4 separate regions of the Zea mays genome follow, and regions 1, 2 and 3 are each linked to region 4. The links are chromatin contacts, called in public Hi-C maps. All regions are on one chromosome and are shown on one strand. Each heading gives the region's core, a stretch centred on a gene start, on an enhancer-like site or on the middle of the called end of the contact. The rest is flanking DNA. Distances are from core to core; before and after follow the strand shown.

Region 1 (6,611 bases), core at 346-2,845, 310 kb after region 4:
CCCCGCATTAAATGTGCATGCGATACGGTCGGTTGGTAGGGCGATCCGGCCGAGGTCATTGCACGACAAAGTCTGCCCGAGCTGGGCTTCGGGTGAGCCGAGGGTGCGTCTGCTGACTGAGGGGACCCTCGGGCGAGGCGTGAATCCGTCCGGGACTACTGTCCTTGCCCGAGGCTGGGCTCGGATGAGGTCGCGTCCCTTGGTAGACGTGGCCTTGACTTGAACCGCGCTTTATGAGCCGTGTATGGTTTGTTCTGAAGATGTTTTTCAGCCGTGTTTAGGAGCATTGGGGGTACCCCTAATTACGGTCCCCGACACCTTCCCTCGCTCAACCCTTCCCTCGACAACAAAGTCCAAGCCCCGACAAAGTCAAGGATTCGACTCAATGAACTCAAGGGTGCAACTCGCAAGTGAAGTCCACGACAGATTACGATGGGACCCAGGTTCCACCCCGTCCCCGTCTGATTCCACTTGTAAGCCCCATCGTGGGGTAGATTCCAGAGTATGTCTTAGTTATTGTAATTTACTGCACTGTAATGACTCCGTTGAGGGGAATACTCCAGGAATGTAGAAGATAACCGTGGGTACTTTACTCGCTCGGTTATCTATAAATACTCCCGCACTGTACACGAATGAGACACACATAACAAGACACTACAGTTCCCTACCTACTGTCTCGTTGTGCACCGGAGCCCTTTCATTTCCTAAGGGCTAGTTTGGTGGACATGAAAATGGAGGGAATCCATGAGGGAGGAATCCCTTGCTACACCTCTATTTCCTTGTCCACCAAATCAGTCCTAAGTGTTTGGATCCGTTTATCCACATGTCAGTCGGTACAAACATTGATTATACTGTTACTCCGATTATTTTAATTCCCTTGCATCATGCTATGTTTTCTTACAGAAAATCAGAATCATGTTTGGCTGGTGACGTGATTGAAGTGGTCACACAAGGATTATTGTTTTGTTTAGTTTAATGTGGCTTGGGTTTTGACACTACGGGTTTATTCGTTTCACCGTAAACCCATGTGGATTTAGTAGTATTGAGTCGGTTTAAATCTATAGCAAGTCAAATCCATCCCAATATATTTAAATACACTCCAATCCACATATAATTAGAATAACCGAACAAGGCATACATGGACAAAATCTAGTCATTAATCGTCTCTAAATTTTACACTATAAGATTTAAGGACCCGATTAAATTAAAATCGGTCTCTATTTTATTTATTTTTAAACTAAAATTTATTTTAAGTCCTAATATTTTATAAAGAAGTATTTGATCGTGATTCTTTACCACACCTATGTGGCTATGTCCGTGTAGTTGTATGGCAGACTTGAGCATCGAGTGGACTGGATAGCTAGGTGAGAAAAAGTTTTTTTCGCTCCTGATAAGTAAGAGAAAAATAAAAACAAAATTAGAAGAGAATATTAAAGTTGACTAAATTCAATGTGTCGTTGCACGCACAGGTATGGTAAACCACTATATTGTATTAATTAATGAAAATTGAACGAAAAAATACACTAATAAAAGGTAGGCATCGTTCGATCATCTGGATATCCATCTTTAATCTGTTGCACTTCCTTCCTTCTCACCGACGAATCCTCCATCCCGCGCAGCATCTCCTCCCTCCCTCCCTCCGCTCCGTCCGCGTCGCCAAACCCTAGTAGTACGTTGTACAGGACAATGGGGCCACAGCCACCGCTTCACCTTCCCGCCGCCAACGGCGACAGCATCGTCGACCGCGACGTTTGGCTCGCCTGCGCCGTCCCGCTCTCCCGCCTCCCCGCCGTCGGTGCCGAGGTCTACTACTTCCCGCACGGCCACGCCGAGCAGTGCCCCGCGCATCTCCCGGCGCCGCTCCCGGCGCCGCACCTCTTCCCTTGCACCGTCGCCGGCGTCAGCCTTGGCGCGGACGACGAGACCAACGAGGTGTTCGCCAAAATCTCCCTCAGCCCAGGCCCCCACCGCGGGCCCGCCGCCGCTTGTCGTACCGACCCCACCAGCGACTGCCCGCCGCAGGAGCTCAGTTACTTCACCAAGGAGCTCACGCAGAGCGACGCCAACAACGGCGGCGGATTCTCCGTCCCGCGCTACTGCGCCGACCACATCTTCCCCACGCTCGACTTCGACGCCAACCCGCCCGTGCAGAAGCTTTTCATGCGCGACACCAGGGGCAACCCGTGGCAGTTCCGCCACATCTACCGCGGCACGCCACGCCGCCACCTGCTTACCACCGGCTGGAGCAGGTTCGTCAACGCCAAGCTGCTCGTCGCGGGGGACATCGTCGTCTTCATGCGCCGCCACAACGGCGACCTCATCGTCGGCCTGCGCCGCACGCCCAGGTACCCGCTCGTCTTCCCCAGGGTCGGGTCCGGAGCCGGGGTCGACCCGGACCAGCCCCCGCCCCGCAACGCGCGCGCGCGGGTACCGCCCCAGGACGTCATTGAGGCCGCACGCCTCGCCGCGGAGGGCAGGTCCTTCGCGGTCACCTACTTCCCGAGACAGGCCGCCGGGGAGTTCATCGTCCCGCGCGACGAGGTGGAGGGCGTGCTCGCCACCCGCTGGGAGCCAGGCGCGCAGGTGCGTATGCAGGTCATGGAGGCCGAGGACACGCGGCGCACCGTGTGGGCCGACGGCCACGTCAAGTCGCTCCACCAAAACATCTGGCGAGCGCTCGAGGTCTGAATTTTCTTGTCTTCCTTCCATAATTCCAATTGCCCTGATGGCCAGTGTGTGTTCACCCGGAAGCACTGACCGCGTACTGCCATGCATGCTCATTGGTCATGATGAGATACCTTCCCCTTGCTTAATCGCTTATTAGTACAACAAACCAGGACTTTATTTAATTACTTAGTAGTAGTAGTACTACAAAGCTATCACTAGAACAATCTTGACCCGTACTAGCTTTGAAGCCAAGCCAGTCACTCGTGTCGTGCTAAACAGATATTTTTGTTGTTTTCGATCAGTGTTGTCGTCGAGTCGTATTTTTATATTGCGATTGCGTTGTGGGGCTGCCGGTGGTTCTTCTGTCGGACTGGATACCTTCACATGTCCGTTTCTGTTTCCACTCTGCACTTCTGCAGCCAGTAGCAGTGGGGCTGCCTCTCTCTGTCTGCTTCCTCATTCAGCCTGTCCATATCTTCCTGCTACCACTAGCAAGTAGTAACAGTATTTGTATATTCATCCAAATCTTGTCGTGATTCGTGATGCCTGTCAGCCTGTGCCACTTCGCCTTCGTACCACGCTTCTGAATTCTGAATGCATGCACCCGGCCTCCATGCCCTGTTTAATTTGATTTGTTTTCGCACAAGAAACCATGCCAGTTTTTGACACGTGCACTGCATGTACTCGTACTACTGTACTTGCTAGTATACTCGGTCCTTCAAATAGGGTGGTAATGAACTCTAAATTTTACATTACAAACTTTAAGAATCAAATCATATTAGAACCGAACCATATTTCTATTTATTTTTAAACTAAAATTATTTAAGGACTCTAACTTTTATAAATAGGTATTTGGATGGTGATCCATTACCACCCCTACCTGTAAATATTTAAAAAAACTCGGTTCTATTCCTGCTAGGTAAGTCACCAAAGAATTATGTTCTTCCTCTAATCATCAAGCGGATTCCCAACCCCAATCGCCCTTAACTTGTTCCTATGTTTCTGCTTCCATCTGTTTCTTGAAAATTTCAGGGCTAAATAAGTAAAATACTGACCAAGATTTTAAAGTCGGCTAGTCGACTCTAGTTGTCTGAGCACCGATAAGATGACTAATCGCGATTAGTCGTTGATTTTCTCGATTAATCAAGTCTAGTCGACTCCTAATCATCCTATACTCGTCCACCTATAACAAGACTATATGTATATATCAATATATAAAGTTGTAGCAGGACTGTAATACAACAGTACACTGATTTCAGCAGCACACTGATTCGGTGGTGGACCAAGATTTCTTGACTGGGTATGCGAGATCAAGAGATGTCCTAGGGACATTGCCGTAGTGGCCTAGTAGATCTGGAGGATAGCTGCGGAAGGCAGAAAATAATGGGTCTGATAAGATCGTGGAGGAATTTTTGAAGAGTAGAGATATTTTGCATACATACATATATGTTATTTATATTTTGCAAAATAGCGCTGGAGGGGGGCCTCTACAGCCTACAACCACAGCATGATGGAGGGGGCGCAATTGACACTCGAGCATAGGGCCGCGGGAGCACAGCATGGCAGCAGGAGAGGAGGGCGACGACGATAGAGAAGGTGCGGCGGCGCTGGAGAAGTGTGCACGCGCGAGCGCGACTGTGCGCTGCGTAATGCGTGTACCGTATTGGTACAAGTAGGGCAAAAGCAGCAAAACAATGTTTGTGCTGTACAGATGGTGGGTCGGTCCATGTAACAGAGATCGGATTAGTGCCCAAAACAGGCAAAACTAGTCGACCACTATACCTAGTCGAACGACTAATCGCGATTAGTCGGCGACTAGGACGACAAATCGCTTCCTAGTCGCTCTAGTCGAGTCGGAGACCCTAATCGAGCTCCCTCTAGCGATAAGGCCGACTAATCGTGGTCGGTCGACTTGAAAACCTTGATAGTGACTTGGCATAGGGGAGCTATAACTGATTTGGTATATCTTTTGTCGCGTGGGTTCACCTTGCCATCTTATATGACAGCCTTATTATTTTTGAACTGAATATAGTAATCTAATAATCTTATTATGCATTACTATTAGGGCCTGTTCATCTGTTTCTTGAAAATTTCAGGGCTAAATAAGTAAAATACTGACTTGGCATAGGGGAGCTATAAGTGATTTGGTATATCTTTTGTCGCGTGGGTTCACCTCACCATCTTATATGACACCCTTATTATTTTTAAACTGAATATATTAATCTAATAATCTTATTATGCATTACTATTAGGGTCTGTTTAGAACTACCCGGTTTTTAAGAAACTGGTTTATAGAAATTGAGGTGGTTCCAAACATACCAATTTATACCTCAGTTTATAAAAATTGGATTCTCAATTTTTTAAAAACAAAGAAGGTAGGTTCTCCTAGCTAAAAAATAAAAACTGGTTTCTTAAAAACTGGATTGTTCCAAACATGACCTTAGTAGGGCAAGATATTTCCTTCTCTGTTATAGAGCTAAGGGATCGGTTTTGTTTGTTTCTAATTATTGCCGATTTCCTACTTGATCCTGACTCATGTCATTACGACTTGACACAACTGCAGATCGACTGGGATGATTCCTCTCCATTATCACCAAATCTGAGCAGATTTGTGAATGCTTGGCAAGTCGAGCTTGTTACACACCCTCCTCTTCCAAATGGAGCGAGGATCTGCAACCCAATTGCGTCTCTTTGCCATGGAGATGTCTCTTATCCACTGATCGGATCGGAAATCCAGGGGCCACCAATTCCTGCTAGCATGCAGGGAGCCAGGCACACCGGCCCTTGTGCTGCGCCCTCTGAATCTTCTGCAGTGCTCACGAATCGGGTACTGTTCCCCCTGCTCAACCCGGACCTCCAGATGCCACCGTTTACAAGCCCCAGTGATTCCTCTGAGATTCTGGATCCTGAATCTGCTTCTCCTCCCAACAAATCAGTAAGGTTGCCTCCAGCAGAGCTTCCAGTCCAAGTGAAGAGCATACAGCTCTTTGGCGCCACAATCATGGTCCATGTTGTGCGAAGTGTTGCCTGTGGTGGTTGTTGTGAAGAACTGAATGGAGCTCCTAGTGGTGATGCTACGGCTGATGGCAGTGTCGGAAAAGATGTCTAAACCATGCACCTGTACTTGAAGGTATGCTTTGAGGGATCGACCAAATTAAGATTTGCTTGCTTCAATGATATGACTAGATTTCAATGTTGATGGCTGCTATATGTTGCTTTCAAGTTTTATTGTTTGGTGAATCTAGCCAAAGTTCAAATTCAAAGAAGAAACATATATATGGAAGAATAGGAAATCGAAAAAAGGAGCACAATCTATCGACCCTGCTCCACGTTTCACCACTGCCTGTCACTGATGTATGCATGCAATGCTTTTGTTTGCAGATGCCTTTTAAGTCTGGGAGTGTGGGTTTCTACTACCAAAGTACAAGTGTTGGTGCATGCAGAGTTTATCTGTAGCTACATTTAGTAGGCTGTGGGGGGAGTATTACCGTTGCAAGTTGCAACCCATGGCTGTAGTTTAGTTAACAGAACACTTCATATTGTTGGTTGGTTGATTCAATTCTGGGAGTTTGGTCGTATCACTTTCTTCTGCTCTGCTGTTGCAATTGCATTGCGCGCAACTATATGTGGGTTTAATTTGGTAATGATATGGGTCAATGACCCTTCCCCCGCTAATTAATTGTTTGTTGGGTGTGGATCAGCTCATGTGGAACCATGCCTACCTTGCCTGCTCACTTGTGAAAGACGAATGTTGCCCCAGTGCATATGCATGCATCTTTCTGGTGGCACCTCTGTCCCAATCTCTGCTAAAAAGGCAGTCCTTTTTTTGTTTTATGTATTTCTATTAGTTTTCCATTCTGTATTTGCATTGCATTACTTTATTTAATTTGCCGGTCTTGCATGCACCATATACATATCTCTTTCTTTCTTTTAACAAGTACTAA
Region 2 (7,205 bases), core at 3,911-6,410, 450 kb after region 4:
TTCCTGCAGTCCGTCGATATGCGAGAGGAGAGCGAATTTTCCACAGAGAGAGGTGAAGAATGGTTCCCACTGGTTGAAGTTGGGTTTTGCCAGTTCAAGAGTCACCGGGATGTGGTTCTTGACATTGAGCGTCGCATAGGGGGCGACAATCACAGCAGGGGCAGGAGTGGTGGCGTCGGTCATGGTGACCAGGGGGAGGAGATGCGGCGCAGCAGGGAGGAGTTGGCGCTGCGCACAGCAGGGAGATGGGCGCAGGATCTAGAGAGCTGATACCATGTAGAGAGAGGGAAGAATGGACTGAATCACCACACACCCATTGAGGGTGGGGAGCCTGTCATATATAGCCAATAGGCATGCATGGAAGGTACATGTAAGGAAGGCTATTCCCTGTACAAGGAAACAGACCTAGGCTATAGATAGAAGGTAATCCTAGTCTATACAAGGCAGCTAGCCAATCTAGGGGATTACAATCAATTGCTAATCAGGCTCTGATTGATCCTGATAGATACATATCCTAATAGGTATGATAGTCCTTTTTCCTCTACAGATATGGATCACATTCATTTACGAGTTATTATTCCTTCAAAGATAACTAGAGAAGACATGCCCTGTTCTGTTCAAACCATGAGCTTGACAAACTTAACTAAAAAGAAACAAACAAATGTTGTAAACCAATCAGATTAGTATCAAACCTCTAGGTGCACCCTCATGTTGACCCATCTGTGGCCCAAGCATCTGCATCACAGCTCTCAAAGCCTCCGCAGCCTGCTCGGGTCCAGCCAAATTTATATGGACGTCATCATCCCTGTGTATGCCTGGTTCACCATGTTCCCCTTCAAGTCCATTAGAAGCTTGGCGTGCCTGCGTTCCTTCATTTCCTGAGCCCGAGAAGGCAAAGGGAGGAGGAACAGCAGCACCAGTTGAGAAAGAAGCAGATGGAGTATGGTTATTTGAATTCCCTGTTTGACTTGATCCTTGACCGCTAGCATTGACATTTGCTTGGCCAAAAATATCATTCAAATTTATACTTATCGAATGTCCTGGTGGTGGTGCACCAACATCGGACGACCAGCCAGCGAAGAATTCTTGAACTGGAGAACTACCTGGTGGAAACAGATTGAAAGGAACACCACCACTTGTAAATATTGGATGTGGTCCTTGAGCTTGGCCTGCATGTGTGTTCTATAAACAAGATGATGGGTTACTGTCAATTTAGACCAAAGAACAAAACAAAAGCATACAATGTAATAAAAACATCTTCAGTAGACATCCCAACTAGGAGCCTTTTTACAAGCGAAGTATTTCGCTTTACCGAAGAAAAAAATATTACTCATTTGTAGGACACATCTCTAAACTCCATTTCAGATGTATAGGCAAATTTCTAGTGACATCCGTACCTGCTCTTCTGGTGGGACTCGTTGTTCAGCCAGTTTCTTTTTTGTGACCTAAGTTTATTGGGCAGAGAGCAAAGCGAAGAACAAAAGGTACATTAGCTCTCCATACTCATGTTCCAAATGAAAATAAAGTAGAAAAAAGAAAAAATTACCTCAATATTCTGCCTGACATTTTCATTACTGGGATCAAGCTCGGCGGCTGCAAGAAGAGCAAAGTAGATTAACTACACATGATTGGATAAATGGATAGCATAACAGTATAGTGCAGAAGCATGCAGGACAAACAAGTGGAGCAGTTAGTTCTATCAGGCAGAAGAAGAAACCATTATAACTGAAATATCAGGAATAATTGGAATAAATTTGATGATCCAGATTTTAGTAGTTTACACAGTGCTTAAAGCATGGCATGAATTTGGCTGTGGAACTTGATAAGGGCTCAACAGGGAACTGAACTAATTTTTTTCCCGAATCTATACAAGCACATATGTCCAGATGTTAAGAAGTTGATTTGGGGTTGGATGCCACTGTATGCTGAAAGTTACTCAAGAAAAAAAGTTTAACTTCTAGATCCACAGTTCAGATAAGAGACACAACACAGGCAACTGCACCTACTAGATATGGAAAAGGTTAAAAACGGCAGCATGCCAACAGATACCTTTCAAGTATCCCTTGTACAGAGCATCGTGATAATTCCCCATAGCAAAATAAGCAGATCCGAGTCGGCTATATGCTTTGCTGTAGTGAGGGTCAATTTCAATTGACTTCAGGCAGTCCTCAATAGCTTTGTTGTTCATATTAAGAAGGGTATATGCAGCAGCCCTGGAAGTGGCATGTGCATGTTACATCAAAGTGGAAGAAAGTAAATGACATCATGAATTAACAAAAGCTAAACAGTCCTTTGGTTGACAGAAATGAGATGTTCTCAATGGGCTTCTGACCAACTCATTATTTCTTTTATTTTTTTCAAAAATGTAGGAGAGGCGTGCGTCATTATATTAAGCAGCGAATAGGGACAAGAGCCGAAACAACCCCACAAACACCACACACACACACACACACACACATCAATATTCAAAAGATTGCATTCATAGATTAGGCAAGGATCTCCATTGATTGGGTGCTCTTTCTATGTGTCATATGTGATGATCCAACCTGTCATATGCCCATATGTGCTGATCATGCATGCTATATGTGCCTTGGTGTTTATGGTAGTTGATCATAGATTAGGCAAGGAACTCCATTGATTGGGTGCTCTCTATAAACCTTAGACGATCGTCGCCTATATATTGTACATCCCTTGTGCCTCTATGATCATACTAATATTTGGCAGCTCATATTTTATCGCAGGCAGTTAAGGATTAAACTGCCATTAGCCCATAAATCTCAAGATCCCATCCTACATTACACATGAAACTGAGGGGGGGGGGGGGGGGGGTCAAATGTATCTTTTATGTTCTATCAATTTAACATGTTGTCATGAGGAGGAAAACTATTATGGTAATTTGTGACCTGCGAGTTCACAGCCATCAGAAGTTTCTCCAATTGACCCATACCTGTTGCAATAGTAAATGGCATTTTGTTGGTTCAATGCAATGGCACAGGTGTACAGCTCTACCGCTTTAAGGTGTTGGTTTGATCTCATGAATTCATTCCCTGATAAATAAATGATAAGCAGTCAGCCAACAAGAACAACCACATTGACATTCATCTATGCATAAAGAAGGCTTGAACTATAACATTATTGACATTAACCTTTACACATTAAAAATAGCAAAGATTGCCAAGTTAGAATTTGCACATCTGTGCACAAGCTAATGAATCACAAAGGGAATGCAAATCGTTACTCAAATACAATACATGAAATGACTAGACCACATACCTCTTGATTTAAAGGACTCTGCAATGTCTACTAAGCTTGCCCTTTTCTTTCCCAACTTCTGCATCGCCTAAACAGGAAAAAAAGATCCACAATTATTAATTGTGCAAATATGTCAAGAACAACCAGCCCAAGAAAATAGAGAAATAGATGCAGACCATCTAATAGTTCCCTAAGAGAAAAAACAGAAAAAGGGAGAGAGATCATTTTACCAGTAATGCATCATCAAAGTATTGTGTTGCTTTTGAAAGTAGACCAGGATCTTCAGCTCCAGCAGGTGATGTCTTAAAGAAATTGATTTCATCAAGTGCAGCATAAAATTTTGCAAATAGTTCATCTCCTGAATGATCTGACCAAATATTAAAAAAAGGTTCACGAGAACATAGTTGATTTTAATCACCTCAAAAGTGAAATCAATGTAAACAAGAGGCAACTATATCTCAATACAATTTATGTCAGTCATACCTAGTTCAAATGTATCCTCCACCTGGCTGTCGCTCTGATCAGAAGAAGCAGAAAGATGATATGAGATGATAGTATATCTAAAGAATGATATTAGGGAAAAGTAACAAAACTGTATGGATAAGCAATTCAGCATATGTTATATTAGATCTCTGAGTAACACGTACATCAAACTAATTGTGCAACGACATTGCCAATAAATGTGAAATATGAATAGGCATGTATTTCTTTGGAGCCACAGGAAAAAGGATGCGTGCGTGCGTGCGTGCGTGCGTGCGTGCGTGTGTGTGTGAGAGAGAGCATACATTTGATGTTGTGCATTTGTTTGAGTCTTCTTCGACATTTGATGTACCCGCAGTTTGAGATGGCTTGTTTGAAACAGATTGTGACAGCAAAGCAGCTCTTGCCTGGTCTCTTTCATTTGCTTCGAGAGAAGCAAATAGCTCAAACAACAGTCCTGGTTGTATTGCGTCACCAGTGGCTGTTGAGTTAACACTAAAAATGGACTCCAGACAATCCTTAGCAACTTCCAGAGCTTCAGGATCAACACCAGGAGCTAATTCGACTGCATCAAAGACATGGATGTTTAATGTCAGAAAATTGAACGGCAAGAAAAATCAAATGAGCAAAACCCATAGCAAATCATGTGATCCAGTTGTTCTAATTCCGTCATGAAAACCGATCAGACTTATTTAGATATTGGTTCTCAGTCAGCTTCTCGCAAGTCACAGTATGACAGCCGCGAAAATGTGGTGCTTTCCGCAGTAATTAATTATAACATTTCATTGGGTTTTTGATTCACCTGCAGGGATGAAGCATCTAATGTGACCACGACAGCATCTTACCTCCTTGCAAAGACACGCTCCTTCCAAAAAGGTCCCCGACACACACTTGAAGCACTTATAAGTTGTAACCCTAATCTAGATTCTAGAAGGTGGGTTTTGCCCGTGACAGGCGTAGAGCCATGGTTTCAGTACACATTCCTAAATAGGATGCACACCACATCGAGTTCCTAAAAAGTTGCGAGCGATGCTCTAATTTCATGGGTTTGGGTTTGGGGTTGGGGTTGGTAGCACACGGGATTGGATCCCCTCCAAGGCCCCCCACGGCCACGGCAGAAGCGGAGACCATGTGTGGGTGGGTTGAATGGATCATCTAGAAGCGGGGAACGGGAGCGACTAGCCACGAGAAGCGGGGGAGGGATCGGATCGGGGGTTCGTGGGTGTGTAGTAGAAAAAGATGGAAGAGAGCGAGTACCGACCGGAGTTAAGGAAGTCGAGGAAGGAGAGGACGATGCGGCGGGAGACGGGCGAGTTTGAGCGGGTCATGTTGCCCATAGATTGCGTGGGTCGGCCGCTCCAGCGCCGGCACCGGAGGAGGCGGAGAGGTGGACGGCGGGGCGGGTGTGTTTTTTTTTCCTCTTACGAGTTTCCAGTTGAAGTTGGTGGCATACTCCACCGCCTGATTTTATTTACGAGGTGTTTAGTTTATAATGACTAATCATATATTTTATTTTATTTCTTAAATTGGTAAATAAGAAAACTAAATAGATTTTTAGTTTTTATATTTAGTAATTTAGCGATTAAAATGAGATAAAATATATAGACTAAAAATATTTCATAGAAACTAAACACCCCTTGGTTTTAAGGTTTTTATAATACTAACTATGTTCTCAAACATTTATTATCCGGTATTTTATTTTTAAACTAAAACGCGACAAATAAATAAAATAGAGGGAGTACTATATTGCTATGTGTCGGTACCCTGAAACAGGGGTACCCTTACTACAGTATGAAGACACGATACCCACGCGACTATCTCTAGTAGCGTGGTAAATAGCAACCGACCCCACCATGTAGACGGCTCCGGGGCCGCCACGTGGCCAGAGAAGACAATATTACTCAAGGCATCAACGGTGGGTCCAGGCCCCCATGGGAAAGTGTCGGACCCCTGGGTAAGGTCCAGGACCTCCACGGGCGCGAGCCGGACCCCTAGGACGGTTTTCGGACCCCTCTGTGTAGGGTCCGGGCCGCTCATAGCAGGGTCCCGGGATTCTGAGACAAAGAATACTCAGGCCTTAATCAAGGCCAGGCGGGGGTCCGGAGCCGACACGTGTCTGGACCATACCGTGTACGCCTCTGGTCCCCGCTCAGGCGGAGACTCGATGCTGCCACGTGGCCTACTGCCCGTGACGTAAGACGGCGGGCGGAGCCTGACGTAAGGCCTCTAGGCCGCGCGGCCTCTGCATTTATTGCGGATAAGGCGTGTCACCTGTCCATTCCACTGGCAGGTGACGTGCCGCCTCGGCATTTAATGAGCCCTGTTCATCCCACTGGCAGGCGATGTGCTGCCTCAGCATTTAATGAGCCCTGTCCACTCCGCTGACGGGCGGCGACCAGGCCATCCTGCAGGCGACATGCATGTCCATTCCGTTGGCAGGCAATACGCCCATGCTGCCGCACTCATCATGACTCGCGCGTTACCGAGGAAGCAGCCGCGGCATATCAATACTGTATGCACTACGGACATTATGGCGCTCGGAGATCGCCCAGGCATTACAGACGTTAGTTATTTCCTTCCATTTTGCCCCTGGGCCTACATGTCGGGGCTCAGTATCCTTGTACGTGCCCCCTCGAGCTATAAAAGGGAGGGCACACGACGGTACAAGGCAGACTCAACTTAGACTCTCGGACTCACAAGTTCATACAAGCTCTCAAGCTTACATACTCAATACTACACAAAGTGGAGTAGGGTATTACGCTTTGGTGGCCTGAACCACTCTAAACCCTTGTGTGTTCTTGTGTTCATCCATCGTATAGCAGACAGGCAAAACGCTTAGGCCCCCTCCTTATCTTAGGATTTAGGGCGGGTGCGTTCCGCCACCCGGCCGGAGAATTTCCTCTCCGACATTTGGCGCGCCAGGTAGGGGGCGGCTAGGCTTTAGGTTTTTGCTTGTTTTTCTGCTCGACGCCATGGTCCACATCGTCGAGCACTATGATTTTATGTCCGAGGACTTCCCGGTGGAGGAAGAGGCTTCATCTTCCATACCGCGGGCCACCAACCGCCCTACGCCTGGTGCTGCTGTTGTGCACTTTGTGCGGCAGCACATTCCTGCGCAAGCGTCCAAGGCGTCTAGGGCTGCGCCTGGGGCGCTGTCTGTAGCCAGGGAATTGCTGCACCACCCTCCTAGCTCCACGGCCTCGCCGGGGGCCATGAAGCAGTGGTGTGACGATGTCGACCGTCTGCTCGGCATGGCGCACTCTGGCTCAACCAGGCCCAGGCCTCGGTCATCCCGGTGTCAACATGAAGCGTCGGCTGTTGGGGCGAAGGCGAAGACGCCACCCTTCGCTCGATGTATTCGCCAGCCTCGCTGCACCAACGAAGACAACACGACTAGTAGACTTACCCTTCGTCCCACACGTCGCCGGACGAAGGCCTGTTATGAGGTCGTCCCATCCCGCGGCCTCGTCCAA
Region 3 (6,488 bases), core at 2,536-5,035, 370 kb after region 4:
ATGCGGCGCACCTCGAGTCCCTGTCCATCGACCCGGGCCGCCACTTGCTGTACTCCTACTCCGCCGCCGCGCACGGATTCGCGGCGGCGCTGCTACCGGTCCATTTGCCCCTGCTCCGCAGCAACCCCGAGGTGCTCCAGGTTGTGCCGGACGAGATGTTCGAGCTCCACACCACGCGCTCCCCAGAGTTCTTGGGCCTTCTCACGCCGGCCTACCAGCCTGCCATGGGCAATCTGGAGGCAGCCACGCACGACGTGGTCATAGGGGTTCTTGACACCGGCGTATGGCCAGAGTCGCCGAGCTTCGCGGGCGGCAACCTGCCGCCATCGCCGGCTCGCTGGAAGGGGGTGTGCGAGGCTGGCGTGGATTTCCCGTCGAGCTTGTGCGGGAGGAAGCTGGTGGGCGCGTGCAGCTTCTCGCGCGGCCTCCGTGCGGCAAACGGCGGCGCAATAGGCGTGGGGAAGAGGACGTTCAGGTCGGCCCGGGACAGGGACGGGCACGGCACGCACACGGCGACCACGGCGGCTGGCGTGGTGGTGGCGAACGCAAGCCTGCTCGGGTACGCCACGGGGACGGCGAGGCGTGCAACATCGACTCCAATTCCGCGACGGAGGATAAGCGACGGAGACAACGCCAGACGGCGTCTGCGCACGGGGACGGTAAACAGTGACAGGATACTGATATCTGTTTACGCAACCCCAAGTGCTGTCTTGTATCCATTTTAGAGTTTGTCTGTCGTCTGCGTCTCCAAAATATAGAAGCCAACGCCAACGCCTCCATTTCGTCGAATCCCCTTCTCTCTTCTTCCATAATGGCAATTATCTCGAGGCTCTCACATGAGTGTGACCTGGGAAAGGGACAAACCAAGGCAAGTCTTTCCCCCGCAAATGCGAAGAGACTGCTTTGAACCCGCGACCTGGTGACTCAGTGAAATGGTTCTCACCACTGCACACTGCCTGCCCTTAGTGCAAAAACACTCCGGAACGCAAATAAGTATAGTGACTATAAATGTATGCACTGAATAACTCATGACATTGTGAGTTCCAGAATAAGTGAAACACTATAAACTTATCATAGACTAGTCTCAATTGTTACAGAAACAGAGCAGCCTGAAAGATGTACAAGGAGAAATATATTCATTGTGTCATATCCATATATCATTCAGATTATAGTTTGTCTAAGCTCAATGTCAAAGAAAAAGCTAATATCATACCGTATGAAGAAGATCCAGTTCTTCCGATGCTCAAATCCTCATTGAGAGCAAGACGGATTTCCGGATTGCCAGTGAGGTAACTTTTCATTTGAATTGTTCCATCAATCTCAGATGTAAGTATATAGCCCTGTTTAATGATAATGAAAAATAAAGTCAAAACGACCAGTCCATTAGTGCTCCATGAAAAATGGTACTGAGAGAGCATTATACACACTTACACAAGCAATAAATGAGGTAACAAAATGAAATGGGTGTTAGTAACTTGAATTAATTCAGTAGATTTGATGCACCATTAAGCGGAAGACGATCATATCATGATATGTAAGATTGAGAAATAAATGGTCGTAACTCGTCTCAATGGCCCCTTAATCCATGGTTTTGAAGTATCAAAGTTAAAATGCACGAGTGACTGTCATCTTTATTTATTCCAGTTAAAAAAAGTGAACACAGAAGTTACTTTAACAGTAGTGATATAAGGAACAAATGGCAATAAGGGTAGGCTCTTGCAGTAAAGGCAACAACAAACCAAAACTAGATGATGATATATGAAAACAAAAATTCCAGTGGGCATCCTCACTATCTAAAACATTTAGAACCGCTAATTCAGAACATATATAAATGATTTCAACAAAAGAAAAGGGGAAAATATCTTGAGATGTTGACGACTGAGGAGAACGACAAGACGTGACATAGACCGGTACTTACACTCGAGCTGAATGTTACACTAATTCTCTCAATGATATCAACAAAAATTTCCTCCCTCTTCTTCCCCCCAGGCTCAGTAGCAACAACAGATTTTGTAACAGCTGTACCAGGCATACGCTTCGTGCCTTGCTGCAGAAGACAAGGGTGTCAAATGAAACTATGCAATTGTCAAAATAGCACCAGGAATGCATGTTCCTCAGTCAAAAAAAACCTAATGTTATGTTACCTGCAGTAATGTGCACAAGTCTTACCATGAACATAGCAGCAGGACCAAGCGGTGGCAGCCTTCCAGCATCAACCATAATGGGTTCATTGAATATGTACGACTTGAGAACTTCAGTAGAGGTTGTCTGTGGGTATCCAAAGTCCTGATTGCACAACTCAACTTGTTTGAAAAAAACATACAAAATGCTAACAGAAGATGGTAGCAAGCATTCCCATAAACAGATGAATCATACAAATCACTGTGGAAGCCCACAACTTGTTTGTTAGATATTACAAATTAGGCTTTGCTAGTGACTAAAAACCAGGTCACAAAGGATACAAGTTCAGAATGGCGTAGAGTACTTACAATGACTTCATCAAGCAATTCATACACCAAAATAAAGTTCTTCCGCAATGAATCTTCATTAAGAACGCCGAGATAATCTTTTGTAACACGTGCAATCCTTTGAAGAAGCTCCAAGAGAAGGGATGGGGAGACATTAACCATTGTGGTTACCACAAAAAATAGTCCAGCGACTTTGACATGAATATAGTTAACCCCATCGACATTCTGTCATAGTAAAATGTAAGAATACCGATTGTCCCATCAAACAGTAAAGCGAGGCATAAATAAACAGATCACAGGTGGAACCACTGTCTTTTCATACTGTTTAAAGTCAAGTATTAAATTTGCCAAAAATGATCCACAAAAGGCTCCGTAGACGCAGCTGATAGAGACAATTACACATCACGGTAAAAACCATTTTTCATTGAATAGAAAATTGCTTTTTGTTAATGAGCATAGTTCCTGTTAATCCTGAACGTATGTAGAGTAGGTAGAGTAAACCACATAAGGTATGACACCCAGTTTTACTCCGGTTCATCTTAAAGCGTCTGTCCAAGACAGTACGTGGATGGCACACAAAAATGTACCGTTAAATGTTTTAACCAAATGGTCCATACAGATTGATGGTAACAGATAACGGATGGCAACATAAGCACATGATACGAAAGGAAATTTGACAATAACGCACAACTCACATTGTGCTGTATGTCCAACCGATTTTCTAAGGTAATGCTGCAAAACCAACAATCCGACACCACTCACTAAACTATAAATGCACACATTCCACACAATCAAAGTGCTAGTCCCGATTAAACCACAAGCTTGGAAGTACAGCATTCAGCTAACACGAGGCGAGAATCACAGTTACTGCTGCTAAGTTGTCTACCGATGTTGCCCAAAGCTTGCAGTCTGAACAAGAGAGCGGGAGTAAGTAACAGATACGTACGAAGACCGGGGGCGCCTCCTCTGCCTCGTCGTCGTTCCAGAACTTGACCTTCCGGAAGAAGATCTCCGCGCTTCCCTTGGGCACCTCGCCGCGATCTGCCCACAAAAGGCCGCCACAGAGTTTATCCAATCAAATCAGCTCAATTCGGCCCAGATCGGGCGGCGGGGGACGGGATCTAAGATCTAGATCTTACAGTCGCGGAAGACGATGTGGTCGCCGCGCTGCGACAGAACGAAGAACTGCGATATCATCCCACCTCGCCGACGCCTCCTCGGGATCGCACGCGCAGATATCCTGGGCCGCTGGCCGCGCCGCCTTGCCTCTCCTTCCCCTCGCTTCCCTGCTGTGTGTGTCGGTGGGGTCGCAAGCTCGCAGCCGAGCGTGGTGCGTTGGTGTGGCTGTGATCGTGTTCATTGGGCCTGATCTACCATCAGTGACACAGGCCGGATTTTCCATTAACTAGAACATAGATGAGATGGGCCCGTATTTCTATTTCTTTTTTCTCGGCCCAACGTGCGTGTGTGTTTGGCCTTGTTGGTTTCCCTCCACAGGGGACAGCGCACACAGGCCACCAGTAGTGTAGTAGTACTTCCTGTTCCTGACAGTCACAGTCACAGTCACAGCTTTACTTTGCGTTCATGCGCAGACGCAGCTCACTGCTCCGGGCCTGAGATACATACATAGACACACTGAATATTGTGGCCATGCATCACCTCGACAGCAAATCACAACTACAAGAAGGTGAAGTTGAATATTGTGGCCATGCATCACACTGAATATTGCTTGCACGCACACGTACGCACCAGCATGGAAACTGGAAAGGAAAGGAACACAACTACAAGAAGGTGAAGCTGAAGTTTTGAAGACGCCTACAAGCTGCTGCTGACTGCTGAGTGCTGAGGCCAGGTCGGTGAGTCAGGTATCCTCTCCTAGTACAGCACCTGAACGACTTCCTTTCTTCAATCAATTATTATGTATGGATGGAGCATGATGCATCCACCTTTAAAACATTGCAAATCTTGTTTCCAATGCTCCAGGATGACGACATATTGCACTGACTGACGCAGAATCTCGCAGCCGTCTTGGCAAACAACATGGCCACTTGCCCACTTCCCAAGCTCAGAGAAGGGCATGTCCCAGGCATTGATAACTTCTGACCAACAAACACACACAACAAACAAAAGGTTCATAAGTCAGCGAGACATAATCACAAAACAAAATCAATCTACTATTATTTCTAGTACGCCAGCAGTCAGCGAAAGCAAAGCATAGCTGTCAACTTCACTCAGTTTCTCAACACAAACCAGGCGAGTGAAGGAAACCGGCAGTTTATTCCTATTGTTTGCAGCTGTCACCCGACAGCACAAATACACAAGAACACAGCCTGCTTGACATGACGAAATATCCGTTTGAGTAAGCAGAACACATACATCTAGTGAAGCAGTCAACCATGCATTTTTTGGTTTCATTCATTCATTCATGTCGATATATTGAAATCAACAGAACATGAGCAGAAGAGCAGGTGAATAGGAGAAGACCGTTCGATTGTGTGCATGAGTTCAGTTTATCAGAGACATAGCACAAACATTGTGTGCATGAGTTCAGTTTATCAGAGACATAGCACAAACATTTTTAGGCCATCTCCAGTAGTCCGTGCAAACGGGCATGCAAAACATTGTTTTGTACCGTAGACGACATTATTTAGAGAGTAGAGTTTGAAATAGGGAGCAGTATATGGAGTGTGATAGGGAGGCTGCTGGAGAAAGCCTAAGACTAGCATGTGAAAAAACGATCGTCCGATATTGTACGCTCTCCCATAGCACATGCATGCTTCTATGTTATTCCCTCCGTTCTTTTTTATTTGTCACATTTTAGTTCAAAAATGAACTAGCATGCAACAAATATTCAGGAACGGGAGGTAGTACCAAAAAATCACACCAGTTTATTAGACCTAGCCAGTAATTTTCATCCTGTGGCCATGCAGCGACAGGAGTTGTGATATGGATGACAGTCCACACAAAAACATATGAACAAAGACTGTAAAGGCATCGATCCCATATAAGGCAAATAAAAGGTCGTGTTCTCGGTCAAACAAAATCCGAGGATCGTGAGAAGAACTTGAGGTTAGCTGTTGCAAAACATACAGTGAACATGTCCAGATGCATGTGAAGGATTTTCTATCTTTCCCTTGAGAGCACAACAAAAGGAAGGATTATCTAAAAAGGCTTACTTGGATTCGAGAAACTCCCTGATATCAGACTGCTCTTCATAATCATCATCTTCGAGATTGATCACAGGAATTGTTCGCTCATTGGCCCTATTGTGAGCCTGTAGATTCGCAGACTGATTGAAAAGCACTTGCCCGTCGTGTAGATGGCAATTATCATGTGCGTGTTTCTCTGCACCATCATCTAGGAGCATTTTCTCGCTTTCCAGATTGTAGCTGTGCAAATCATAGACACCCATCTTGGGTTCTGACGCCATTTGGTAATCGCGGACAAGATGTCCATCCATGCCATCACTTAGCAGCAGCTGCTCACCAATCACACAGTCGTTTTCATGTTCCAGCTCACCAGCATTTTGATTCAGACGTAAATGCGAACCGCGCCAACATTGGATTCTAGTCGTATCATGCGCATCAATGCCAAGACCTACAGGTAATTTCTCATCCTCCAGCAGGTGAATATCCTGTGCGTCTTCAACAGCCTCGCTGTTCAGATCATACCTAATCAAGTCGTGCCCATTCTTCAGCATGTGACGCTCATCTTGACCTTGAAATTCTGAAGCATGGCAGTTAGTTTGCTGGTGTATCCAGCCAACTAAATCAGAAACATGGTCTGCTTGAGGATCACCAGCCATTTCACAGGCATCTGGAGTTTCGACGACGTTGAGGTCAAAAGGTCTGCACGAAGCTGGCAGCTCTGGTTTACCTTCACTATGTGGATGTGGAGCCACCATTTCATTTGTTGCTTCAGAGTAGGCATTGTCCTCACCTGATGTTTCCCTCGTACAAGCATCCATGACCATGGTGGGTGCATTGGCAGCTTCCCTGTCCTCTACGGCATTGCTGAGCT
Region 4 (7,083 bases), core at 1,196-3,695:
ACAAGAATTTACAAAACACCAACTCGTAAAACTCGTCATTGTCCTGATGATAAGTTTGAAGTAACAGTGCTTAGTGATACAATAAATGGCGAAAATAAATTACACTGATGATGCATACAGAACTCCAGAGTAGGCTACGCACCCGGAGCAAATTGGCCAGCTTCCCAATTGTAAATGCAGTCCTTGTGTTCGTGCTATTGAACATTGTGTCAGCTGAACGTAACTCAAGATATCTGCAGAGGGGAACAAATGGTTAGGAGGCAATCGAAGAAGCAATTCTGCAACTCCTTGTGTTCGTGTTATTAAACGCTGGGTTAGCTGCACATAACTGTATGAAATAAGTCTACAGCTCTGCGTCCACGTGGTAAAATTGAACTAATTATTTGCATGAAGCCTCAGAAGCAAGACTGCAGGACAGCAGATACCTTTCTGTCAGCGTTTTGGCTTAGTATAAGGTTCTCTTTCAATCCAGTCAATGACTCAATGCTGTTAAGTTGGCCAGACAGCAGGAGTCCTTCCTAGCTGTTTGAAATAGGGATAGGGATGTATAGCTCCACGCCTGGAACACGCACACTAGACGTAATATGCAGAGATGAGCGAGTTGCTGCCGTGGATGCCACAGAAAGGCACACACACTAGACGTGGTGCAACCTGGCCCGGAGGCAGGCATAGGATAGATAGAACGCCCTAGTATAGGCTAGATACAGGGGCGAACCCAGGCCTACGGCCGCCTAGGCCACGGCCCGGGGCGCAGGTCCAAAAATTTTTTAGAAGAGCTTGTGTTCGAATCTGGCTGGACTGTGCTAAAGAGCTGCAAGTCTGTATCTGCCGCCTCTGCCGGTCTTTCTTCGCCGAGTCATAGTTATATGTATGTATATCTATCCGACACCGTACAAGCTTCGCAAGCACAGGATAACACACATGCAAGCAAGAGCAGACTACGGTCACCTATATGTGTCCTGCAGATTTACATACTAGGGTAGTAGCAAGGCCTCGGGCAGCACATGCTAGGCTCCTGCTAGTCTAGAGAGATGGAGGGAGGGAGAGACTAGAGAGCAAACCATCAAGTTAGGATAAGCAAAAAATTCCCAAGCTAGCAAATGATTCTAAACCGAAGAGGCAAAAAAAATTACAATCCACAGGGCTTAGAAACTACTACCTCCATTTTCTTTTATTTGACGCATGATAGTTTAATTTTACACTAGCAAACTTCAAATAAAAAAGATCGGAGGGAGTACGAAACAAGATATTCCATACAGCCATCTAATACCATAATCACGAAATAAAAGATCAAAAAGTTGCGACCAAATAAACAAGATCACATGGTTAGAAATTAAGTTTGAGACTGAGCCTCTGTGGAGAGAGCTTTCTCATCTATGAATATTATTAAAACTAAGTTGCGTAACAAGACAGGAGACGAATGGCTTAACTATCGTATGGTGTGTTATATTGAGAGGGATATATTTACAAGCATTGAGGATGCAAAGATATTGGATTATTTTCAATGCATGAGAACCCGCAGGGTGAATCTACCTCGTACTAGTGGTATGTACCAATTACTAACATTATTAAATTTATTCAACATTACCTTTCAAGTCGTGTTCTTAATATGATTTCCTTTAAGGTTCTGGAGCAAGAAATACTGATGTTGATGTTGACATGACACATTTGGAAAGAGCTACATCATATCTTGTATGTCATCTTTAACATATATGACAACGTTATTTCGCGGTACAATTTTTCTTTATATGCTACTATCTTCGGCCGGCCCGGGCCTTTGGCCAATTTCTGGGTCCGCCGCTGGCTAGATATCAGGTGAAGCGGGAGACAGCAATCTAGTACTCTAGCTCACAGGGAGAAGAATCGGATCACATGAATAGAACAGGATTTAATTAAAATGTCATGAGGAAGAAGAATGAGGGGGTGGAGAGAGATAGGAGCGGATGAGTGACTGAATAAGCACAGCACTGACCTGGCTTCGTGGAGCTCGCACATGGTGGCGAGGGTGTGGAGGAGGCGGGGGTTGGGGTCGAGCTCGCGGTCGATGATCCTGGAGATGACGGTGTGGGCGCGGGCGAGCAGCGCATCCTCGTCCTCGTGGGGCGGCCCGGACCCGGGCTCGGCGGCGGTGGCGTCCTCCGACTCAGCCATTGGTGGCGTACCCGAGTAAGGTTAGGGTTTGGCGCTGCCTAAGGTAGGAGGTTGCGGGTAGTGGGCGATCGCTAATTCGAATGGAATGGAATCGATGGAGAGGAGGAGCTTTTGGGGGGAAGCGAAGAAGAAGATGGAAAGAGAGTCCGCAACCCAAGTCGCGATGGAAGGGAAGGCCGGGAGGGCAAAGGCGGCGCGCAGCCCGCAAGGCGCAAGCAACCTGCTCTCGACAACCTTCTTCGCTCGACATGGGCTCCACAGAGTACCAGTGGAGTAGGATTCGGCTCGGCCTACAAGAACTCGGCCCAACAAATGACTTCAACTTAAAGGGGGGTTTTCTACTTTTCTCTTTGTTTGTTTCTTTCTTTCTTTCCTTCCCTACAAGACTATTGCCTACATATGACAAAATTCTAAACCTCACTCCGCCATGCTTTCGTTGCTACTGCTAATTACATTTGACTACAATTTGAAATCGAAATCAGAATTGAATTGGGCCAACCGCGCACTAACGTGTTTCCATTTTCTTTTTTTTCAGCACCATACGACACCTAAGAGGCTGTTCTGTGGCCGGATGGTTCCCTTAGGCGCGAACGATCCGCGTGCAGATTTAATCCCTTTTTCATACGTGTTTATCTATTTAAATTCGTGAATTCTATTGATAAACATATAGAAACAGGTTTATATCTCTACTAACTATTAAGGGGACAGTGTAGACTGCCCCCGCCTCACCAGCACGCACGCCGCGAATCCCACGCACGACCGCCCCCCACCGCGATTCCCCTCCCGCCCGTAGCAATCACGCGCACGACCACCCCCGCCGCGATTCCCCTCCCACCAGCGGCGAACCCCCCCCCCCCCCCCCCCCCCCCCGAACCGGCCGCACGACCGCCACCAGCCGCCTCCGCCATCTAATCCGCCAACCGGCGCCGCGAATCCCCCGACGACTTTGCGCGCCTCACCTTCCCCCGCCCGCTCCCCAACGACATAGCGCCTCGCCTTCCCCTGCCCACTGCCACGACCTCTCCTACAACGCCTTCTCCGGCCGGCTCCCCGACAACATCGCGCACCTTGCCTCCACATCGACGGGATGGGGAGGATGAAGGAGCACCGGCAGAGAGATTCCGGGTGGAGGCGTAGTGCCAGCTCCCAGTGCGGCGGTCTCCCATCGGCGTGTGAGCCCGAGGGCGAACTAGCGCTGGCACGTGGTAGGGGAAGCCAAGAAATGCAGTGATTCGGCGGGGGTTCGACATCTATGAACTCGTGCATCCTCGTCGCCAGGAGCGCCTTCTTCCTCGACCACTTCACCTCCGTCCTCTTGCCTCGCCCAACAGGCCAGATCTGGGCGCCGCGACGCTCGATCATCGGAAGTGGAGGAGCGGCCAGCCAGGGGGAAACCAAAGGGGAGCACGCCGGTACCTCCTCCGCTTCGCCCATGACCAACAACACCGCCGTAACTGCCTCCTCCCTGACGGTGACGAACTGGAGAACGGAGAATACAACCATCCAGCGCTGACCAAGATTGTCGCACCCTGTCCAATGTCCATCCTGCCAGACCTGACGCTGCTCCACAGCAGTCGAGAGGGTAGTGCACCTCCGCTCCTTTTGCTGCTTTCTTTCGTTTCGATTTCTCACGTTTTGGTTCCTAGCTACGCACCATCCCCATAGTCATGGTAATGTGATCGATGCGTTATGCGTAAATCGAGCATCAAGTGCTTACAAAAAATGTGCGCCATAATTTGATTTGTTCAATGTTTACTGAGCACCCCTCCTTGTTTTGAGTTAGGTGGAGTTAGTTTATCCTGATCATGTATGTAAGCCTTGGCCAGTGGCTACATAGGAATTTTTCAGCAACAAAAAAATTGACACAGTTCTGAAGTAGGCATTTCATTATGGTATTTATGCCATGTTTTGTGCCCCCTCCCTCTCCTGACAGGAAACCGTAAAACAAGATTTAGAACATGGAATATCTTTCATGAAAACATGGTTAGCGCTTAGCATGGCTATAAGATGGCAGCAGATATCTTGCTAATATGTCTCTTTTTTATCTTTCATTCATGTAGGCCAATCATTTCTCGAGGTTCGACCAAAACCATTAGACATATTGTTAGACCTACTACACCCAAATCCTCTATCCCCACTGTAAGTGCATTTGATAGCATTGAAGATTCAGATGGCGAGGAGGATCTTGTCCCAGATGCCAAGAATGATAATGCTTACTTGGCCCCAAGCAGTGCTATTTTAAGTATCAGATCGCTAAACAAGTGACACCAAGGATATGTTGTTTTACCTGCGGGTCATGCCAACTTGTGCTAGCCTCATTCCAGTTCACTTGATTCAGGATAAAGTGGCCTCAATCATGTTCAGGTATCCCTTTTTTGCATTCCATTCTATTGTTTTGTCTTCTTATTTGTTGCTCTTAATTTGTTTATCAAGACTTTTAGTACTGAAAAATGGTGTGACCCTTAGCATGAAAAAAAATATCTACAACATCCACATGAGAAAGTTACAAGTGCTTCACACTCTATGATGGTATCATTTCCGATCATCTAGCAGTGATGCTGGTCAGGATGATCGAGCAGCTTTGAAAGAGCGATTTGCTTTTTACTACATCAAGAGATCTTTGGAGGTAGTTCACTCGTCATCTTTTTCCATAATATATTGATTTCGGAATGTAATGTGACTTATTTTCTGACCTTGATATTTAAAATAGGCTTATCCTTGTATTTACATACATGCATGTACGTCCATTTAAAATACAGCCACACGAACTTGATGGATGTTTTTTTGCAAAGTGACATCAGGTCTCTAGGTACTTGTCGAGATTGTCTCTCGCTCTCGCGTCAGAGACGCTCGCAGCTACTGACATACTTCTATGCTATCCTTTTATTTCCCATTGATCCCTATATAGTTGAGACTTCTAGAACTAATCATTTTTTCTAGATTGGTAGACTTTGGATGAGTAACAAAAAAGAATTAGAATCTTCTGCATTTGATGGTGGACATGAGGTCAGAGCACCAATCGAAAGAGGAACAACCAAAGCATAAGTTGTCATCTAAGCACCGTATCAAATTTGCAGAGAGGGACAATGTACATGTCCTGAGAGAAATCCACAAGAGAACGTCTCCATCTGATGTTGTATTAAATCCACTACCTGCGGCACTAACAACTGTTTCTTATCTTCATACTGCTTCTTTACTCCCAGTAACCAAGGCAGGATCTTCCAAGGTTAGTGTGAAAAACTATGTATCGTGAGTCACAATTAGTCTAAAATTGTTTCATAATATGTGAAATGAGACCAGAACGTACCAAAAAGGAAGGCATCCAATCTTTTGTTTGGTAAGTATTCATATATCAGTAACTTCTCATCTTCGTGAATGCAACAACCAAGACGTCTAACTAAGTTTATGTGCTGCAGTTTGGCAATCATAACTAGAGTACTTCATTTCCAAATTCCTCGACCCCCATGTGTAGAACTTTTTAGTGAGACTTTTGACAGCTTCTTGCCTTCCATAACATATTTAGGAGACATGTAACCACTGTTTGAACCATTTCAGAGAACTACTTCCTCTGTTTTAGGCGCGTGCTTCAGCAACTCATCTCTTGTTTTCTATTCCCTCTTCTCCTTTCTGTTTTCCATATTATTCTTTTTTCTCATGGTTCGCAGAACTAGATTAAATATGTGAGTTGGTTTAGGTTATTCGCGTGGAGGTTAATTGCTATTGGTGAAGGCTGACCAGGTCAAACATCCTACATGACCCACAGCAATGCAGTTACATTCTTTGGTATGAAGCAATATGAATTACAGATTTTGTGTCATCATTCCAGATACCTGACTATCATGACATTATAAAGCATCCAATGGATTTTTTTGACAATAAGAAAGAAGCTCGATAAGGGGGGTATTCCAACTTGGAGCGATTTGAGGTGAGTTACATGATTTGTTTAGATTGATATTTTTATTGGATAATGGAAAATCTATTCAAAGTAATATGTAAGCTTGATTGTGAAAACAATATGGTTGAATGCAAGCATACAAGAATGATTTACACATTTTTGTATTGTGCCAGTTTGCAGATGTACTTAGTGAGGCTGGTGCACCTTGTGGGCTGCCACAAATTTAAGATATAGTTTTTTCAGTCTCTAATACATGTTATCGTCATGTTCATTTTGCACTTAAAAATGATATTAATTAAACCAAAGCATGGATAGTTGAAGTTGTTTTTCTTCATGTTTTACCATGTTCATGTATATTACTAATAGGGTCTTGGTACAGAGCTATCATCAAGATAGCTGATTTAGTGTATTGTTTGATGTAGATATTCGCGTTAAGGAATTGACATGGGAATTTTTAGCTAGGTAAATTAGCAATCTTTGCTACCTTTAAATTCTGATTCTCAATACCTTACAGATTCCCTCTCTCTCAAGACTTGCACTTGCTCAGTGTTTAGAAGCAGCTACAAATCTTGGTAATTAGTTTAACACTGAAAATGTCCTATTGCTAACAAATCTTAGAAGCAGCTACAATAATGCTCATGACTAGGGGTTCGTATCAAGGAGAGCTTTAGGTGGCCTTTTTTTGGTGACAAGCTGAACATTGGAAGGCCCAGTTCTGTCGTAGTATCTTTCAAAATGGCCCAGTTAACAGAGCAATAGACACCCTCCTTGAGGCTTCACTGCTTCAGAGCTTGAGCCTGCCATCTGTAGTTCTTCTAAACGATGACAAATATAAACATTTTGCCCAGTAGAGGTGAATAGGGAACATGTTTCTGTCCATGTGCATGAACAACTACTAAACTTGACTGGACCCATAACAAAATCTAACACATCTGGGTCTGACAATTTGTCAGTTATTTCACTCTTTAGTCCTGATGCTAACTCCTGGTAATAGAGGATGCGCTGTGCAGATTTCACGGTGGTGATATGCGCTAAGC

Evidence for each region. Hi-C and Micro-C count contacts between places; a contact is called where the count stands out from the background.
Region 1: a Hi-C map of bundle sheath shows a contact between it and region 4, with 1.9 times the contacts expected there. The contact joins the promoter of LOC100383479 here to the promoter of LOC103646181 in region 4. A contact is called at or near these places in 4 of 25 Hi-C or Micro-C datasets (bundle sheath, ear, leaf and 1 more).
Region 2: a Hi-C map of leaf shows a contact between it and region 4, with 3 times the contacts expected there. The contact joins the promoter of LOC100281442 here to the promoter of LOC103646181 in region 4. A contact is called at or near these places in 4 of 25 Hi-C or Micro-C datasets (ear, leaf and tassel).
Region 3: a contact with region 4 is called in a Hi-C map of leaf, with 10 times the contacts expected there. The contact joins the promoter of LOC100272249 here to the promoter of LOC103646181 in region 4. A contact is called at or near these places in 16 of 25 Hi-C or Micro-C datasets (bundle sheath, ear, endosperm and 5 more) and 1 of 3 datasets of contacts at active chromatin or transcription factors (leaf).

Annotation. Positions count from the first base shown.
Region 1 is chr2:26,934,970-26,941,580 of Zm-B73-REFERENCE-NAM-5.0, reverse strand. It overlaps LOC100383479, which reads left to right and starts at 1,595. Exons shown (of 3, transcript NM_001176127.1): 1 at 1,595-2,682; 2 at 5,231-5,797; 3 at 6,049-6,340. The coding sequence starts at 1,687. The coding sequence ends at 5,776. LOC100276810 (DUF740 family protein) reads right to left here. Exons shown (of 2, transcript NM_001150520.2): 2 at 6,533-6,611.
Region 2 is chr2:26,802,963-26,810,167 of Zm-B73-REFERENCE-NAM-5.0, reverse strand. LOC100281442 reads right to left here and starts at 5,160. Exons shown (of 11, transcript NM_001368016.1): 1 at 4,994-5,160; 2 at 4,038-4,297; 3 at 3,736-3,769; 4 at 3,483-3,610; 5 at 3,274-3,340; 6 at 2,948-3,047; 7 at 2,050-2,213; 8 at 1,547-1,593; 9 at 1,398-1,445; 10 at 693-1,182. The coding sequence starts at 5,069.
Region 3 is chr2:26,875,971-26,882,458 of Zm-B73-REFERENCE-NAM-5.0, reverse strand. LOC100272249 reads right to left here and starts at 3,785. Exons shown (of 13, transcript NM_001328593.1): 1 at 3,608-3,785; 2 at 3,415-3,509; 3 at 2,490-2,693; 4 at 2,170-2,286; 5 at 1,919-2,047; 6 at 1,214-1,340. The coding sequence starts at 3,665. LOC103646175 reads right to left here. Exons shown (of 1, transcript XM_035965216.1): 1 at 5,641-6,488. The coding sequence ends at 5,641.
Region 4 is chr2:27,247,661-27,254,743 of Zm-B73-REFERENCE-NAM-5.0, reverse strand. LOC103646181 (DDB1- and CUL4-associated factor homolog 1) reads right to left here and starts at 2,445. Exons shown (of 16, transcript XR_562043.4): 1 at 1,973-2,445; 2 at 143-233; 3 at 1-43.